Regions from separate parts of the Hordeum vulgare genome. Here region 2 is linked to region 1. Evidence: chromatin contacts called from public Hi-C data. All regions are on one chromosome and are shown on one strand. The core of a region is the stretch at or near the end of the contact, and the rest is flanking DNA. Distances in the headings are between cores, read along the strand shown.

Region 1 (6,081 bases), core at 307-2,806:
TAATTCAGATCTGTATAACACCATGACCAAATTAATTTGGATTGACAATCGATATTAAACTATTGAAACGATAAGAGTGTGTGCTTGGATCTGATCTGGTATCATTCAGTTGTTTAGGGGTCTCCATTAATTAACTGAATAGTGTTGCCATCATGAACAAATTTTTCAGTGTCTGCTAAGTTAGGCAGGCGGGAGTTGGTGTGCTCCCATCAGCAACCCAATCCCACCACAGCCATACGGACGCTCCGCACTAAGCTGGTCAAAGCGCCAATTTTGACCAAACAAGTGGTGATGTGCTAAACGTAAGCATCAGCCTCGACTTTACATAATTAAATCATATGACGACACGTAAATCAACAGCCAAAGATTCCCCAAATTTCAATCTTTGTTAGTAGTAGTGCCCCATAATTCGATAAGGATGATTATGAACACAGATGCAAACTTTCTGCAGAAGATTCGAAGAACGGAATAAAGGATTTTAAGAAAGAATTCGTATGAGACAAGATGGTTGGGATTTGATCGTTTATTACCTTGGATCTTCTGATCCTTATAGATCTCCATGGCGAGCGTGGTCTTGCCGCTGCCGCCCATGCCGCAGATGCTGACAACCTCCCAGCCGCCGCCGCTGCTCATCACCATCTCTTTAACCTTCTCCTTGCCTACCTTGACGCCGCTTCCCACCAAGCAGCTGCCGTCCTTGTTTTTCTCCTCGCACGGGAGCTCGAAATCCATCGGCATCCCCATGCCCTTGGTCGGCGGCGCCACCTCCACCGCCATCGCCATGCCCTTGGAGGGCGGCGGCGGCAGTGCGACGGGGAGGGACATGGCGGGCGGGATCGTGGCGGGCGCCTGCATCGCGGCGACCTCCTCGACGCGGCGCTCGAGGCGGCCGATGCGGGCCTCGGCCTCGTCGCGGAGGCGGCGCACGCCGTCGAGCACGTGCGCGGGGGCGTGGCGCGCCAGCCAGCGCTCGATGCCCTTGTCGGCCGCCTCCATCCTGCGGGCCAGCTGCGCGGTGCGGTAGACGTTCCAGCGCGGGGCGGCGGCGGCGCGGCGCGCGAGGTCGAGCGCCTCCCGGAGCTGCACGGCGAGCTCGCCCAGCTCGGTGTTGCTCCGGAGCGCGTGGCGGCCGTTCTGCTGCACGAGCGGAAGCAGCGGCTCGACGTTCCGGCGCAGGCGCTCGGCGGTGGAGCGGCACAGGAAGGTGCCCTGCACCGCCCGCAGCAGCTCCCGGACGGCGTCACCGGCCAGCTCTTCGAACAGGAACTTCTCCATGGTGGATCTCGGGATGCCGGACGACTGGCTCTCGACGCCCCTTCCTTATCTTCTTGACCCCTTTGTCCGGGCTCAGTGGGTCTGGGTGCGTGTTTGCGTGAGCTTGCTTGTTTGTTTAGTCGGGCAAGTGAGAGGTCGCCATCGCCATGGAGGTGGGGAGGAGGAGGAGGAGGAGGGGGGCGGCGGCGGCGTTTGGTCCGGGAGACGGAGGAGGAGCAGCAGAGTTTATAGGAGGCGGGAGAGTGCGGCACGGCAGCTTTTGAGTGGAGGGGAGGGGAGGTGAGGGTCAACCGTTTGCGGTGAGGGGTCGCCGGTATATCTCAGTGCCTCACTGACACGGCCTGTAGCAAGGTGGGACCCAGGGACTATGCCGTGTTTACATGGTGGAGGACCGTGATAGCAAAAGCGAGTCGCCACCTGAGTAGTAGACCCCACCCAACTAACTAAGAGCAAGTTTTAGCAGAGTCGATATATAAGGGAAAATTTACTGTTCTGACTTTTCGGTTTGAAAAGATTTTACGATCTAATCCTTTTTAAAACGCTACAAGGCATGGCTTTGCAGCCCAATTATAAAACGCCAGTTTAATATGACGTTTTCGACCATCACCAAACGTCAGTCTACTCGAACATTGCAGACCATATACAACACCTGGGTATTCAGTGTTTCTAGCCTAGGTAGAAACGCCATGAGGGTCGGCGTTGATGTCTAGGCAGGCAGGTAGCAGCTAGCAAAAAACAGCGGAACAGCATGCAGCAGTGCAGCTGTAGCAGCAGCAGCAGGCAGTGGCAGCGCAGCGAGCAAGCAAATTGGTTTACTATCGAGAATGTGCTTCTCTGTCCAAGCGTCCAATGCTAATCTATACTACTATTAAACAATCAAACAAGAATTACACTACAGACACCCCATCAAACGCCCCACAAAAAAAACCAATCAGCACCCCACGATTTATCCCACAGATCTTAATCTAACAACCCTCGTTAATCCACCGTCTGCTGGGCGTACTTAGCAATTACAATTGGCTGAACGTACTTGTTGGAGCATAGTTTATGCCTAAGTAATTTTGGTGATTGATGAAAGTACCGTACAGGACTAACCGTGTGTGTCAAGGTTTCAGATAACACACGTCAACGGCACAAGACGACACGTCTCCTCTCTCCTGAAACGGAAGCACGGCGCTCTCTACGATTCTCTTTATTTGAGTCTTAGGAAAGCCGTACTATTAAGAGGGGATCCGTAGTGGAAAGGTTTGGGTGGAATCTATCTTTACACACGCACACTTCACATTCTCCCTTTCCTTATCTTTTGGAGCGGCCCTCGCCTATTCATTTTGAGTATCTCTGCAAAATGGTCCCCAACGGTAATACCGCTGGTTCCAGCGGTAGTACCGCTGGACTACTAGCGGTAGTACCGCTGCAGCCAGCGGTAGTACCGCTAGCTGGCGGTAGTACCGCCCCTGGTCAGCGGTAGTACCGCTCCAGGAGCTTTGTTCCACCTACCTACCGGTAGTTCGTGGACGGACCCTTTTGCGAAGACTTTCCCGGCGGTAGTAGTGCTTGTGCACTACTAAGGGGCCGGCGGTGGTACCGCTGGTGACAGCGGTAGTACCGCTGGAGACCCAGCGGTAGTACCGCTGCATCCAGCGGTAGTACCGCCAGGCAGCGGTAGTACCGCTGGAACTCGGGCAGAGAGTGGAAAAACGGTCTGAATTTTCCCTCCACTATATAAAGGGTTCTTCTAGCTGAGGAACCCTATCTCTTACCTCTCTAAGCTCCATTGTTGCTCCACAAGCTCAAAAGTGCCCGATCTCTCTCCCTAGCCAATCAAACTTGTTGATTCTTTAGGGATTGGTTGAGAAGGCCTAGATCCACACTTCCACCAAGAGAAAAGTTGATTCCCCCACCAATCCCTTGCGGATCTTGTTACTCTTGGGTGTTTGAGCATCCTAGACGGTTGAGGTCACCTCGAAGCCATATTCCATTGTGGTGAAGCTTCGTGGTTTAGTTGGGAGCCTCCAAGCTTTGTGTGGAGTTGCCCCAACCTTGTTTGTAAAGGTTCGGTCGCCGCCTTCAAGAGCACCTATAGTGGAATCACGGTACCTTGCATCGTGCGAGGGCGTGAGGAGAATACGGTGGCCTTAGTGGCTTTTTGGGGAGCATTGTGCCTCCACACCGCTCCAACGGAGACGTACTTCCTGTCAAAGGGAAGGAACTTCGGTAACACATCCTTGTCTCCATCGTTTCCACTTGTGGTTATCTCTATCCTTTACTTTGTATTTGCTTTTGCTTGTGACTATATCTTAGTTGTCTTAATAGCTCTCGTTGTTAGATTCTATAGGGTTCACCTCATTGTCATATTATTTGTGAACCCGCATAGTGTTTACCTTAGCTTGCTAAGATTAATTAAAAAGTGGTCGTTGTCTATTCACCCCCCCTCTAGCCAACCATATCGATCCTTTCAATTGGTATCAGAGCCACGTCTCTTTATTAAGGGTTTAACCACCCGAAGAGTATGGAAGGCGGAGAGGAAGTTAACCATGGGCAACCCGAGGACATGGACTTGACTTCGGTCACAAGGGACGACTTGAATACGGCTATGGCAGCCCTCAAGACGTCCTTGACGAGCGAAGTCAAAACCATGCTTAAAGAATTAATTGAGGGTCTTAAAAGTTCACCCGAACCGGCTTTAGTGGTTAAACCCACCATTTCCGATTCGGAGGCCAACTCCTCTAAGGAAGCGGCTAAAGGTATGCGACCGGCTTCACCTCACGAAAAGGATGGGACTGGAACATATGCCTCAGTTCCACCTCCCATGGCCTATGAAGGACCCGTTCTCGCACCTCGTCTTAATCCTGTTGGTCCTCCTCCTAAACTTGTGAAAGGTGACTTTGCTAACTGGGTATTTTCTATTAAGTCTCATTTGAATCACAGCTCAACAAATTTGTGGAGAATTATCGAGCAAGGATATTATCCCCATGACCCAAGCAACCTCACTCCAAGAGAAGATGCAGACAATCAATATAATCACTCTGCGTTGTTTATTCTCCAGTCTGCTGTGCCACCTGAAGATCTTCCCCACTTACGTCCCTTCACATTGGCCAAGGATTGTTGGGAGCATATTATGATGCTGTACAAGGGAAGCTCAAGTATTCAACGATCCAACTATGAAGTGATACTTGATAAGGCCGATGAGTTTGTGATGAAGGAAGACGAGGACCCTCGTGATCTCTATCGGAGGGTGACTGCTATTGCTGTGGCACTAAAGGATCATGGGAGTAAGGATGTGGATGATACATGGGTTAAGCGCAAGTTTCTCAAAGCCATCATGCCTTTCAATAAAGCCATGTCATCTATCATTCGTCAGCGGCCAGACTTCCACTCCTTGTCTTCCAGTGAAGTGTTGCATGAGTTCATTGCAATGTCAATCATGAACGAGACAGCCGACAATGCACTTGCTCGTGTCCGATCAAAAACCACTTCACCCAACCTTGCATTGAAAGCAAGAGCAGTGCTTGAAGAAGAAGAAGAAGATGAGGAAGAAGAGAGCTGCCCTAAAGACACAAAGTATGCTTATCATGAGCACATGGCTCTTGCATCAAGGCAATTCTGGGGAAATAAAAGGAACTCAAGACCCACCTTCACCAAGAACAACTCAAGTGGATTCAAACCCAAACAACGAGTAAGGACATGTTATAACTGTGGCAACGTGAGTCACTTCGTGGCAGAATGTCCCTATGAGAAAAGGGAAGACAACGGAGGCAAGCTCATTCGCAAAGACAAAACCAAATCATTTCCAATCAAGAACAACTTTGTGAGGAAACCTCACCCAAAAGGGATGGTGGCCCTGGAGGAGTATCCTTCTGATGATGATGGTGATGATGATGATACAGTGGCAACGGCAACTGTTGCTATTGCCACTACCTCTTCCCAGAAGGTGTCTCTCTTCAACGCCCCCAACGAGAACCACATCACCAAGTGCCTCATGGCAAAAGGTACTAATCAGGTAACTCCCATCATTAAGACCAACATTGCTTCTGCTCCTTCATTGTTAAATTGTGTAGAAGATAGTGATGTTGGAGAACTTAATGAGCATGATCTTGATAAGTTTCTATGCACTATTAAGGGAGAACCCAAGAAGCACTTTGTTGCTCTCTTGGAACAACTGGGTGAGGCCACTGACCTCATTGAGTCTCATGAGGAGACCATCTCCGAGCTTCAGGGACATAGCCGTGACTATGCCTATGAAATTGCCGGATTATCTAGTGCTCTAGAAGAAGAGCGCACTCTTCGTTTGGCTCTTGAGGAGTCATATAACGATGATTGCGCTAAAATGCAAAAGAAACTAGATCATGATGTTGTTCTTACTCGCATGCTGAAATCTGAAAAGTATGCTCTTGAGGTTGGTCGTGACAGACTCAAAGAAGAGTTTGACGTACTTGACAAGGCCCACAAAGCCTTGAAAGGTGTTCATTTCTCTCTGAAAGAGTCTCATGATCAACTCCAAGCAAAGCTTACCAAGGAGATCTCTACTTGTCCTCCCTTTGTGTTAATTGATAATACTTGTGCAACTAACCCCTGTTGTGAGCATGTTCATCTTGTGGAGGAAAATGCCAGGTTAAAGGAGAAACTTGAGAAGGGCCTTGTGGCATGCAGACAAGGTGAGAAGAGTCTGAACGATCTCTTGAGCACTCAAAAGGGTGTTGTAGGAAAGGAAGGACTTGGACTTACCTCCAAGTCAAAAGGTAAAAGGAAGAACAAGGACAAACGATCTCTCACCCTCATGGACATCTTTGTCAAAGAGGGTGAGGG
Region 2 (5,505 bases), core at 1,958-4,457, 99 kb after region 1:
GCCTCTAGACGGCGGCACTTCGTCCTGAAAGTTAACTTATGAATTTTTCTAGGGTAAAACACACCATACAGGTGAAGATGGTCACGAGAGGGTCAACTTGGACCCCACAAGTCATTAGGGCGCGACCAAGGGGGTTGTTGGCTTGTGCCCAGCTGGTGGGCCCTCTCTGGTATTTTTTTGGCTAGAAATTCTCAAATATTCTAGAATTTTTTTCGTAAAGTTTAGGTCATTTGGAGCAAGTTGATTTTTCTGCCTTTTTTCTCGGTTTCCCGGTCCAGAATTCGAGTTTCTAGATATTTCACTCTGAGTGATGTACCTTGCATATTCAAAGAGGAAAGACATAAGAATTGTAATGATAATAATGGATAATGGACAGGATCAACACAGATATCAATAGTAATTCATGATGCAAAATGAGTGTATCACTAGGGTTTAGCTTCTCTCACTCTCGCAACCCATCATCTACTTGTTACTCCACAATGACTTCCCTTAGACCCATAACATGGTGAATTGTCATGTAGTCGACGTTCCCATGACACCACTAAGAGAAGTAACAACATACATATCATCAAAATATCAAATGAATACTAACTCTATATGATTACTAATAACAAGACTTCTCCCATGTCCTGAGGAACAATAGTTATTACTCACACCTCATCAACATGTTCCAGATGAGAGGTCTAATAATAATAGTTAAGGATTTGAGCATAATATCTTTCACTAAGTAATCCAACAAGCATCAACTATACGATATAATCAACACAATAGTAACCCACATGTACCAATCGAAGGTTTAGAGACAAAGATTGAATACAAGATATGAACTAGGGTTGAAGATGAGATGGTGCTCATGAAGATGATGATGAAGATTGGTCCTCCCACGAAGGTGGAAGCATTGGTGATGACGATGGCTTTGATTTCCCCCTCCCAGAGGGAAGTTCCCCCGACAGAATCTCTCTACCGAAGAGCACAAGGGCCTCTGCCTAGGTTTCCGCCTCAAGACGGCGGAGCTTCATCCCAAAAGGTTTCTTATTATTTTTTCTAGGTCAAAACATGCCATATAAGAGAAGAGGGACGCCAGAGGGCCAGCAGGGGGCCAACAAGGCATCATGGCACGACTAGGGGGTGGAATAGACAAGGCCGCTTCTTCGTGGACCCCTTGTGGGTGGAGCCCTCCGTGGACTCTCGCAGTCGTTACCCTCCGTGGGTTGAAGTCTCCACTAACATGGACGTACGATAGCGCCACCTATCGGAACCATGCCAAAAATCGCCGTGTCAACCTTTGCGTTTGATCTCCCTACCTTACACTCTACTTTACATTTGTATGTTTTACTTTCCGCTGCTATACTCTTAGATGTGCATGTGTAGGATGTACTTGACTAGTCATAATTGCTAAAACTGGCCCACACTTAAAATTGAGAAAAGGCTAAGTTTTTATCCTCTCAAGTAGTCTAATCACCCCCCATCTAGACATACTTTCGATCCTACAGAAGATAATCCGCGAGCGTTGTGCGGCTCGCGAGAAGCGTGCCATGATGTCACCCCCTTCCGCCGCCCGAAGCCCGACGACGGGGACTCCGGCGTCGGATCCAACAATGATGACAGAGGAGGAGCCGTCGGCCACCCCGACATGGCCTACAAGGTCATCGTCAAGTATTGGGTAGTTTAGGGTTTTTTAAAGATATTCAAATCATGGAACAAAATATCGTCCGATTTTATATAAAAGTTATCCTACATTAAATGAATTTCGTTCATTTTATATCAAAATTCGTTCGGTTTACACGAATTTCATCCTTTAGTTCAAATAGTTGTCGAAATATATGAGGGCAACTTTGAAAGACGAAGACATCTGTCTCCTTGGACATATGCGGAAGAAAATTTACGAATCGACATTGAAGATGCCCTAAGAGCAACTCCAACCAGGTGAGCCATTTCATCCGCTCATGTATTTTTGAGTTGCCGTGGACAAAACGATGGCCCAACGCAGTGGCCATTCCTATTTTTCATCCGGCTTGTCTTCGTTCAAGCCCATTTCAGATCAAATTTGAGACACTTTTGGTCCGGAGGTCGATACAACACGAACGTTTTCTGTGTCTTCTTTGTCCGATTATGTCCGCTGCATGTGCTACGTGGCCCACCTACCGTCTATCCATCCATCACATTTCATCTGTGTCTTTCTTTTACTCTTCCTTATTCAATCCATCAAGCCACCGCGTGGCCCATCTTTCATCAACCCACCTATTTCATTCCATCTATATTCTCTTTTTTCTATCTCTTCTATCATCCATGCGGTCATCCAAAATGCATCTATCATTGAGCATGTTGGCTAACCTAAATAAAAGACGGACAAATATGTCCGTTAGACCAACTTAAATGAATAAAATTTGATGTATGTTTAAGTTGTTTGAGTCGCTGCGTTGAATTTGCTCTAAATACCCCGGTATACACCAGGTGAAAATCTCGTGCAGCCGATATACTTTGCCCGGCCGTGTCATGCTCCGTCTTTGAGTTTTGCAAGGGCGTCCACCGCAGTTGCCGTTGGCAAACAAGGACGGCATGGGACCAAGGGTGTATGTCAACTGTCGAGCGATAGAGCTTTATTTCCAATTAAATGATCGACCGCCACCAAACTGTCTACATGGGGTTTGACCAAGTAATGCGAATAAATGTGTAGTGCATGGATATGTACGGGGTATATTTTCAATTGTTATCTCGCGATATTATAAGATGTCCAGGAACGGTGCACCGCGCGTTCCATCCTGTCCTTTTCTTTCTCAATAATTGAGTGATGTTTTCTTCAGATCTACCACCATGGCACAAGGCGGCTGAATTGTCGTATGCCCAGAAAATGGTTAATTGGTTCTGTAAGTGTAATAATGCAATGTTATATTTGTATTGTACTCCTACCGTAATATAAGATGTTTTCACAGTGCAAGGTGTAGAGGTACTAGTATGTGTTTGCTATTATTTGAGAGTTTTTCTTTTCCGTGTTTCAAATCATCTTTAACAAATCCCGTAAAGCTTCGTCCGTAAAAGACAGTATACATGCTCCCCTAAAATAAATTTACTGTACTGAAAAGGATCGGACAGAACAGACGTTATAAATCCGTATCGTAAACTTTTTTCGCACGCTTCTTCTTCTTGGCGATGCTCCGGCCCGTCGCCGGTGACACTCCAAGCCGCCGCGTGCTCCGGCCATGCTTCGTTTGGTTGTCGGTGGGCTCCTCCACCTGTTTGCTGCCCGTGCATGGCGTCGTGGGGCCCCTGCTCTGTTGTTGACCGATTTTAGAAGATTGTTCAAAAACAACTAAAATCCTGCACATATGAAGGATGGGAGCTCGAATATAAGGGAGCCTGTAAATTATTTTACGGGATATGCTGTTTTACATGATCTATTTGGAAGCCTTTTTCCAGCTTGTATCAAAAATAAAAAGATTTGACGGCGTTTACAAAATGTGCTAGAGATGCTCTCAATCAAATCTATGGTAGGTGAAAAACACGTGAGCCCGAGACGGGGGAAGTTATAGGACGTGCTGTTTTAGAGCAACTCTAGCAGACCCCGCATCCTGCCGGCCCGTAAAATGCGTTTGCAAGTCGCGGAAAACAGCTTTTGCGGGCTATTCTGGGCTGGTACAGATGTAGACCCCTCAAACGGATCCGTAAAAAAATATTTATGAAATATTTTTTTTTACGGATCGGCTTTGCGGGGTCTGCTCTTTGCACCGTTGCTTCCCGCATATCATCAGCCCGCAAATATTAAATACAACATAATTCATCAGCCGAAAACAAACTGAATTATTCGAATGAAACACAATAAAATAATCATCCGTATTACAAATAATTATTCAAAACTTGTCATGAATACAAAAATAAGTCACTGTTCAGTCCTTTGTCAATGGTGTTCAATGAGATCTTTCTGAAGTTGAAAGTGAGTGCCTGGGTTTTGAATCTCCTTGTATGTGTGAAGAAAAGCTCTAATGCGGTTTGGGTCTCTAGCTGGTTTGACACGGCTACCCACATTATCGTAAAAGAATTCTAAGTTCAATCCTCTCTCATCTTCAAGAATCATATTATGCAGGATAACACAGCATGTCATGATGTTCTTCAAGGTTTTCTTATCCCAAAAACGAGCAGGACCACGGACAATGGCAAACCTAGATTGCAAAACACCGAATGCTCTTTCAATGTCTTTGCGGGCTGCCTCTTGCACCTTTGCAAATTCACATTCTTTTTTTGTTTTGGGTTCCTCGATGCTCTTGACAAATGTGCACCAAGGAGGGTATATACCATGTGCAAGATAGTACTTTTTTGTGTATTCATGTCCATTGATAGTGTAGTTGCAAGCAGGAGCATGACCACTAACAAGCCTAGCAAACAAATGAGACCGTTGCAACACATTGATATCATTGAGAGTGCCCGGCATATCAAAAAAGCAATGCCAAATCCATAAATCCTCGGATGCTACATCCTCTAGCACAATTGTTGCATCACGAGACTTGCCACAATACATTCCTTGCCAAGCCTTGGGGCAATTTTTCCAATTCCAATGCATACAATCAATGCTACCTAGCATGCCAGGCCAACCTCTCCTCTTATTAGATGCCATCATTTTCTTTGTATCATCTTTATTGGGTGTCCGAAGATGCTCAGGACCGAAGACACGGATGATCACTTTCGCAAATCTACGCAGAGACTCGATTGTGGTATCTTCACCAATGCGAAGGTATTCATCGGCATAGTCAGCCGGAACGCCATATGTAATTTCCCGCATAGCTGCGGAGATTTTTTTATATGCACTAAATCCTTTTAAGCCCGCGTCATTCCTTCTTTGAGTAAAATACCGGCAATTTTCCTCGCAAGCTTGAACAATTTTCACAAAGAGGGATTGGCGCATTCGGTACCTTCTACGGAAGAGGTGTGGAGGATATGTAGGATTCTCCGTGAAATAGTCTTGCATCAACATCTCGTTCCCAAGATGGCGATTCCGAGGAATGCACAAACGCCCGAAAGTCGATCATCGCCTCCTCTTCCGGTTCTCGTCTTCATGCTCCTTCACGGCAAGCGCCATGACTAATGTTTGGTGACGAAAGGCCGCAAGCATGGTCTCAACATCCGAGCCGTCCGAATCGTACGAATCGGATAGTAGGAACTTCTCTCATGGGGTCAACTCCATCTTCTCGGGCGGGTGGGAGGATAGTAGGAACCACAAAAAAGGTACTAACCGGCGGCGGCGACGAAGCGGTGGTCGATCCCCGGCGGCGGCGGGGGCGGCTCTTCTCGCCGGATCCGAAGGGGCGGTGCAGCGGTTCGCCTGCAGATATGGTCGGAGTCACCGGCGGCGGGCGGGCGGAAGCAAGGGCGGGGCGGCGGCGGAAGGAGGGGAAAATAGCGCGGGCTGAAATGTCCCTCCCGCCAACTATTTCTGTGTGATGCAGGGCACCGCAGCCGCGAGGGGAAAATCCGCGTTTTCCCAGGTTGGGGTCGGGAATTTGCCACGCCCCC

The links. A called contact is a pair of places that touch in the nucleus more often than the background predicts.
Region 2: a Hi-C map of leaf shows a contact between it and region 1, with 2.4 times the contacts expected there. The contact joins the enhancer-like site here to the promoter of LOC123453175 in region 1. A contact is called at or near these places in 3 of 6 Hi-C or Micro-C datasets (leaf and seedling) and 1 of 1 datasets of contacts at active chromatin or transcription factors (embryo).

The regions. Positions count from the first base shown.
Region 1 is chr5H:67,310,852-67,316,932 of MorexV3_pseudomolecules_assembly, forward strand. It overlaps LOC123453175 (putative disease resistance protein At5g47280), which reads right to left and starts at 1,557. Exons shown (of 4, transcript XM_045129946.1): 1 at 531-1,557. The coding sequence starts at 1,275.
Region 2 is chr5H:67,408,299-67,413,803 of MorexV3_pseudomolecules_assembly, forward strand. No RefSeq gene overlaps it. Among protein-coding and RNA genes, the nearest start is that of LOC123396336, 66 kb to the left of the region's middle. Within about 2 kb of position 3,208, at least 3 of the 3 cell types and tissues checked have open chromatin away from gene starts, as enhancers often do. A contact at or near this core is called in leaf and seedling, where this site is marked.